Regions from separate parts of the Anas platyrhynchos genome. Here region 1 is linked to region 2. The links are chromatin contacts, called in public Hi-C maps. All regions are on one chromosome and are shown on one strand. The core of a region is the stretch at or near the end of the contact, and the rest is flanking DNA. Distances in the headings are between cores, read along the strand shown.

Region 1 (4,120 bases), core at 403-2,902, 120 kb before region 2:
AAAAAAAAGATTGCATCATGCTTTGTGTTTTCAGAGTTTGAGATTTGAATGCCAGACAGGCTCTACTATTCTTGTCACTCGTATCAAAAGGCATGGATGTTGAAAACCTGAAGTGGGAGAACTGCATGGCAAGCAACTCTTTTAAGAAACTGAGGTTTTGTGAGTACAGAATCTGAGATGGGAGTGTAACAAAGCCTCTGTGTTGTGCTGTTGCACATCAGAGCCAAAAAACCCCTAAGGGGCACATCTCTAGTACCATGTCTTGCAGATTATGCATGCAACTCTAGTTGCCAGTAATGAGTTGTGTGGCTAATCTGTCATGCACAGCACCGAATCACTCCTCTTCCCCCAGGAGTCTGGGCTCAGGGGGCATTTTGCTTCCGCCCAAGGTGCTGAGCACCGTTAGAGCTTCTCATACTTAATGGGACAGGAAAGCATTTGATTGTCGCAAGGGCAGACCTGGCTGCCCAGCCCTGACAAATAGAAAAGCAGAAGCAGGAAGGAAATGTCTTTGAACAGCGACTCGAGACACTCAGAAAAGGTTGTTAGGCTGCATTGTGCTGGATGATATTTGGGGGGGTGGGGGTGGTTACTTATCAACAGTGATATGCCACGAATTAATAAGAAGCATTAAATGCTTAAGCCTTAATGGAGCACAGAAAAGCCTGTCCCTTGTTTTATTTTCTCACTGTTTTTATGATCCAAGTGTTTTCAATTTACAACTCTAATGCTTATTTACAAAAAAATTGCCAGCATGACAAAGTTCTCTTGCAATATAAAAACCCAAGTCATGCTCCAGCTCTGAGACCGTCACACGCACACTCTGTCATGCATCAGCTTTTTCTGTAATTGGAGCGAAATTGAGGTTGCTGGGCTGTGGCTGTATTAGGTCCGTGAGGCTAATCTGGTTACATGTTCAGTCAAATATAAAATAAAATGAAAATCCTTTGCCCCAGCACTCACCTAGCAAATCAGTAGAAAAATGCTTTTCAAATAGCTGTTTTATCTCAGTCTTCAGAAGTCTGAATTTCCTGGGGAGCTCCTGAGGTGGATTTTACTGGAATCATGAATGTCTAAAGGTGAATTATTAACTCAGCTGTTAATATTGACATTAATATACATATTAAAATTGAAGCGATTGTTAGTAGTGATATTCCCATGCAGTGACTTGACTTTGGTAAGAGAGACTTGAAGAAAGAAATACAAAAATCAGGAGATTTAAGATAAAAACACTTAAAGTTAGTAATTTTCCTATAAATTTGCCATGCCTTCGTCTGTGTTTTCATGGTCCCAGTCAGGTACCAGCTCTTCAGCACATGGGCCCAGCCATCCAGCGAGCCTGCTGTGCTTTTCACTGTGTGCTGTTTTTCTCTCCTTGAGCCCCAGCAGCCCAAGCCTGGTTCTCCAGGACAAGGGCCAGGCAGGCAGTGTCAGCTCCATTTTCCCAGCTGCTGCCTAAGAGAGGAGCCGATTTTCCCAAGCCTGCAGCATAATAAGGGGTTTTGGTTATTTTCTGCCAGTCTTGCAATAGCCTGGGATCAGACTCCCACTAGACTGGGTGTTGTACATATTTTAGCAGAACAATCCATGCCCCTAGCAACATACATTTTTTTTTCCTATGTAGATGGATGGATGCAGCAAGCAAACAAGGAGAGCAGAAGGTGACAATGAGAGCAAAATCAGCAGACAACAGGAGAGAAGCCAGATCTGACAAGGGCTGGGCAGGCTTTGCAGCTGGAGAAGCTTGTCTGGAACAGAGGAGAAAGAATTAAATTGCCTTGAACGGAAGAAAGGTGAGAAAGGTGAACAGGGGACCTGATGCTGTGAAAGTACAGGGTAGTCACTAGGGGAGCACAAACCCCAAAGCATCATTAAGGTATCCCTGAAAGTAGTAGCTCCTTCCTTGCAAGAACAGATGAGAATATCCATAAAAAAATACCGACTAGTAAGAATGTCAGGAAGGATGGGGCAAAGTGTTTGGAGAATGATGTATTTTTTTCTTTTTCCCTCGCAATGAAATGTTTTGAAAGCTGATTTTAAACAAACCCTGAGTGTTTTTAATGATGGGGGGAACTTTTATTCTTTTTTTTTGGATAGGATAATAGGAGAAGGGGATGAAGTGTGTAATGTATATTGATAATGGCTCACAGGAAAGAGGCATCTGAGACACAGAAGACTTATCATGCTGGGCATATTTTTATCAATGGGTTATTTGAATATTTACATTGTCGGGGAAGAATTTTCTTTGTTTGCTCTGCACACCAGGGACTTCTTGGCCAGTCTAAACAGTACAGGTTTCTAATGTAAATAATTGCTATACTGCCTTGTGTCATGCATGAGGGTTAGAGGTGGGATGTCCTTCAAAGAGGAGAGAAGGGAGTGCACTGGAAGAAAAAAGTGACAATAGAGGTGGATACTTCTCCTCTCCTATCCCAACACTAAGAGTTGGTCTAGCATATGCTCCATGTCTCAAATGGTACATCAGAAATTTATCTTGTTCTATCAGCTCGCTAGTTTTGGTGGACTGGGTGTAGCAGCTGAGGAGGGAGGAGGAGGCTGGGTCCAAGCATCTTCCTCTCTGCAGGCTGGAAGGAAGGCATTACGCAGCATGTAGCTGTATGATGGTGGCGTTGCTCATGTTTTTCCTTGCTTTTTTAACCTGCTTGTGGAAGCCAGCTATGGACTTCCTCACTTTGAAACATCAGCCTTCAGGCTTAGGTAGCTGCGACTTTGTGATTCCAGAGCGTATCTTATGATCGTTCCTGAAGGGCTAATAACGCAGTACAAAAGTTGTGATTCAGGAAATGCGCCTGTAGAGCATATAGTGAAATCCCACTGAGACTGACCGTTCTGTCACTGTAAATAGGGGACTTTGTTTTGCCAAGAGCTGGGACCTTTCCACACTCCCAGACTTGCAGGTCTGCAGCTGTCAGCAGCGCTTAGGGAGCTTACTGGAAAATCTGTTCAGGCTGCGACTGGAGACGCTACAGTCAGTGGAGGAAACAGAGATCTTAGTGACTTCAGTTCATTCGGTGAATGGCTAATGAAATTCATAAAGCAAGCTGCTGGCTGGGAGATCACATGAAAGCTCCCTTTACTGAGGTAACTGCCTCCAGAGTAATCATATGCAAAGTAATGACACGTTACTGCGTAAGAACACCGTGAAATTTCTAGGGCGAGCTCTTCTTGAAGTATGACCAGGGGAGAGTGAGGGTTGTTTCAGTGTCTATGTATATACAAAGAGATGAAATAGGGTTATCACTCTAAAAAGCCTCTGTGCAACCTCCCTCCACCTTTCATCACAGAGTAGGGGGCCAGGACATCGCCAACCTCCCTCAGCAGCCATAAACCCTGAGCCGTGTGGGCTGAGGGCTGGGCTCAGCCCCTCGTGTTTCTGATGTGACCTTGGCCATATTTTGGACACTTTTAACAACGACGGAGTGCTTTGAGGGGCCGGGCTGAGGCAGCGGGCTGGGGAGAGACGTGTGAGGAGACCCCCGGCGGCAGGCAGCGGGCGGCCGCCATCTCAGGGCAGGCCGCGCCCCCCGCTCCCCACCGCCCCCAGCCCCGGGGCGCGGCGGCTCCCGCTCCCCTCAGGCCCCGGCCCGCCGGGGGCCGCCCTGAGGCGGGGACGGCGGCCGAGCCCTGCCCCTGCCGGGACGGAGGGGAGAGAAGGGGAGAGGAGAAAGGAGCCGCCACGGCGCGGGGCGGAGCCGGGAGTGGGGCATCCTCCTCCTCCTCCTCCTTCTCCCTCCTGCCCGCCGCGGCGGCCGGAGGGTGCAAGGAGCCGGTGGGAGCCCCGGCGGGCCCGGGAGGAGCGGCGCGATGCTGTCCTACAGCGTGCTGGACGCCAACGTGGTGGATGTGGAGAAGCGGAGGAACCCCTCGAAGCACTACGTGAGTGGCACCCCCCTCTAGGGACACCGAGCCGGGGGTGCTGGAGGAGGCTGTGCGCCTTTTCGCCCAGAAAGTTACAGCGAGACCTTTATTTTTGGGGGGTGGAAGGGGGTTTGGGTGGTTATCGAGGCTCCTCGGCGTGTGGGTTCGCTTGTAGCTGGTGTTTGCCTTCCTCCTTTCGCACCTTGCCGCTGGCAGAGTGGCATCAGGCGAGGTTTAACAA
Region 2 (3,643 bases), core at 800-3,299:
AGAGGAAAATCCATTTGCAGTTAGGAACTGAAAACCCGAAGAAGAAGCTCCTGTGGTTTTAGAGCCATGTCCAGCTGCTGTTGGGAGCTCGGGGTCTGTGCCCTTCCCACATCCTCCCACCACTCAGCAGGTCTGGGGCAGATCCTTGCAGGGCAGGAGCCGGGGCTGTGTGTCCTGGGCAAGGAGCCCCCTTCCCGTACCTGCACCTCGGGACCTGGGGAGGCGAAGAGGCTGGGAGCAGCCTCCAGCGATGGAAACGCTGACCCAGCCCCAGGTGCTGTGGGCTGACCGGGCTCTGGTTCGAGCCAGCTGCCTTTGGTCTCCTGGGCCTGGGAAGAACAATTTCTTTGAAGCTTCTGAGAAGAGGCACCAGGCTCAGCCCAGTTACTCTAATCCATGAAATCTGTGTCCACTGGTTTGTTCCCAGAAGTGCTGAGCATTCCCAGCTCCGCCACCGCTGGTGGCACGGGCTCCCCTTGTTGCGGTGCCAGCTTTGACTGGGACGTGCCTGGCCTAATTGTTTCTGGGTTTGGCCAAGTGGGCTTTTCCCTCTCTTCTGGGAAACTGTGCTGGTTTTGTGCCCGTGGTATTTACAGAGTGCTGACAACCCCCTTTCCTTTGCAGTAACAGCCGCCTGCTCAAGGTGCTGGTCCCTGGGGGCTGGCTTTTTCCTTTCAGGGCATTTGATCCTTCATCCCAGGGCCAACTTTGCCTCAGGTTACCCTACGTGAAATCCAACCCTCAGGGCTTTCTGGGGAATTCTCTCAGTCTGTTTTTCGGTGTAAACATCAGCTTTCTTTATCTGGGGTTCTGTGCTGCTATCTGACCTATTTACTTGGAAGCCTGCGAGGAGGGCTGGGGTTGGAAGGGGGCTGGGTTTGTGATCCAAGTGTGAGCCTTTCCCTGTTAATTGTATTAGCATTAATAATTGCGTGCACATTTCTAAACTGTCACGATTGCCACATCCTTTCAAAACACAGGGCAAGACATCAAAAGGGCTATGCCTAGTTAGAGATTGGCAGAGAAGCAAGAAATTAAATTGCCCGATACTTTAAAAGATACGTGGGCTGCTTTGCCCCCATTATATCAAAAGCGACTTAGGAAAAATAAGCCTGGAATTAGACTTTTGGAGCTTGTTAGCCTTCGGGATTTAATTACCAGGAAGCAGGCTGTTTAACAGAGGTGTGAGCTGCCCCGTGCCATCCATGGGCAGGGGCTCGGTGTGGGCAGCTCAGTGGGAGCCTCGCCAGATGGGGCCACACAGGCACAGGTCTTCTGGGGTGAGGTGGGGGAAAGGGGTTCAGAGTGATATTACTCTTTTTTTCTGAGCTGCTTCGTCTTTGTCCGTGGCTAACTCTGTGCTTCAGCTCTCAGCTCAGCTCCCCATGGAGGATGCCTGTGGCTGATGGGCAACACGGTGAGTCTGGGCTTTCTCCTGTCAAATTTTCCAAAGTACTGCTGGCGGCAGGGTAACGCCATCAAGATGAAGCTTTGGAAATGCCTATTTTACAAACATGAAATACATGGACATACGTAAGCACTTCTCCATCGCTGGTTCTGCCTGCTGGATGTATTCACAGAGGTTTGCATTTTCCTGCATTGCCACTTCTGCTGTGGCACCATCAGGCACAGTGAGCCGAATTCATCACCAGCAGGCCTTGTGGGTGGCGTTGTGCAGTTACACAGCTCTGCGTGTCCAGATGCTGGCAAAAGAAGTCAGAGCAAAGGAAACAAAAGTGTTGCATGTAACAGAACTGCAGCTTTTGTTCCTGGAGCGCTTCCCATCCCCGCAGCACTGCAATCAGCCACATCTCACGGCAGTGGCGGCAGGGCCCTCTCCGTCCCAGCTGGAGGCTGTTTCTTCACAGCTCTGCGCTGTGCCACGTAGCCCTCATCTCTCACTTGGGGCTGTCTCCTTTATTCTTTATCCGTGTAAAGCCCGGCAGAGCGGTGCCTGCACAGCTGTTGCAGCACAGCACAGGGAGGAATTACTGGTGCCTGGCCTCCAGCAGAGTGAGCAGCATCGCCTCCAGCAGCACCCAGACAGCGCAGGGCGCAGGAGATGCAGCCAGCAGAGGGAGCAGACCATCGCAGGCTGCCTGCTTGGATCTTCTCGGATGCAGCACCCCGCAAACCGGCCTCTTTCTTCCCTTCTCCCAGCAGCCCGCTAAGTGGGAACGGAGCGACGCGATAAGGGATTGTTTATTATGGAAACACGCCACTTTTCGTAGATTTACAAGCAGCTTTGCGGAGCTCCTGATCGCTCGGTGTTGCTGTTTGTAGCCCGTTGCTCCTCCTGATGCCTTCTTGGTGAGCGGCTGAGCGCGGCAGTAAAAGGCCCTAGCGGGGACGTGATGGGGCCGACGCATCGCAGACAGAAAGCAGCTGCCAGGAGGCATTGCTTCCAGGGGTTTGAGGCGTACCAGCAGGCTGTGTCAGCCGGCAGGTACTGTTTCTCAGCGACTGGCTTTACAGTCAGGCTGTTTTGTGGCTCCTTCAAGGCCCCGTGGTGTAGAGGCTGCACAGATGGTTGTGCTGCATTTCGAGCAAAGTGAAATAACACCGGTTCCTTCCATTCCTCGCCGCCTCACCCCGAGAAATTACCGGCCTCTTTTGGGAGCTACTAGTCAAAATCCCAGCTCTGAACACCTCCAGACTTTCAGCAAAGTTTGAAGCCAGCTCAGGATCTGAATTTCAAGCCTCCTTTTCCTGTGCCAAAACCCCCAGAGCTGAATACCTGGGAACTATGGAGGTGGGGTAACTCACAGACCAAATAACCTCTGAGCTTTTCATTGTCTACCTCTAATGCATCAGCTCTCCCAAAATAATACATCTGGCATGGTTCATACCACAGTCTCTGCTGTAATCACCCCTGAAACCTGGATAGGTTAGAAATCCATATGTGGATCTGTGTCTGGGTGAGTTTGGCAGGCACAAAGCAGTCCCCAAAAAGCATTTTCTTCCTATCAAATCATCTGCCAATTTTAGCAGTCTCGATTTATGCTTTTTAAGGTTATTGAGCTCTTTGCTGAAAAAGTTGCAGGCCATCTTCCATGGCGTTACTATTGAATGGCTTGCAGACCACAGCGTGGCTGGGAGCTGATATCTTTTACACAGGAGATTCCTCTGCCTGCCTTGTTGGTCTCCAGCACTTCCTTAGCTAAAACAAGTGCTTTCAATTACAGAAAAGTAATTGACATGCAAACATCAGTCCTGGTTGGGTTTTGTGCACTGTAGTTTTATGTGGGGGAGGATTCCCCCTCGGTTGCACTTGTACCTGCACCTTTTTCCTGCTGCTGCACCCTCCAGTAGGGAAGAAATCTGCTGTGTGTGTCCGTAACCCTCCCGGTTTCTCTAACAAACCTTTGCTTTTCTTCTTTTCCTTCCTTTTTTTATTTTATTTATTTGCACCTGATACAGAAAATAGATTAAGCCGGCTGGAAGGACACGAGGGCTGTTTTGTGCAGGGAAAACCCGAGGTGGTGAGCAGCTCCTGGAGCTGTTTGGTTGGAGGAGGAGAGCACGGAGTAAGAGCTGCGAGGAGGTTGTTAGATCGCTTAGAGGGACTGGCTGAGCAGAGCGTAAGCTGAGCGTAGCAGTCTGGAAAGAAGATCATCTTTCTGAAAGGCAGAAAGAGGAAAAA

What was found. Hi-C and Micro-C count contacts between places; a contact is called where the count stands out from the background.
Region 1: a contact with region 2 is called in a Hi-C map of subcutaneous adipose tissue, with 4 times the contacts expected there. The contact joins the promoter of SH3PXD2A here to the enhancer-like site in region 2. A contact is called at or near these places in 5 of 8 Hi-C or Micro-C datasets (F1 follicle, liver, skeletal muscle and 1 more).

What each region holds. Positions count from the first base shown.
Region 1 is chr6:28,929,123-28,933,242 of IASCAAS_PekinDuck_T2T, reverse strand. SH3PXD2A (SH3 and PX domains 2A) reads left to right here and starts at 1,652. Exons shown (of 15, transcript XM_072039762.1): 1 at 1,652-1,793.
Region 2 is chr6:28,809,412-28,813,054 of IASCAAS_PekinDuck_T2T, reverse strand. The region is part of intron 5 of SH3PXD2A (SH3 and PX domains 2A); the gene reads left to right. Among named protein-coding and RNA genes, the nearest start is that of SH3PXD2A, 120 kb to the left of the region's middle. Within about 2 kb of position 2,049, at least 1 of the 8 cell types and tissues checked has an H3K27ac peak or open chromatin away from gene starts, as enhancers often do. A contact at or near this core is called in subcutaneous adipose tissue, where this site is marked.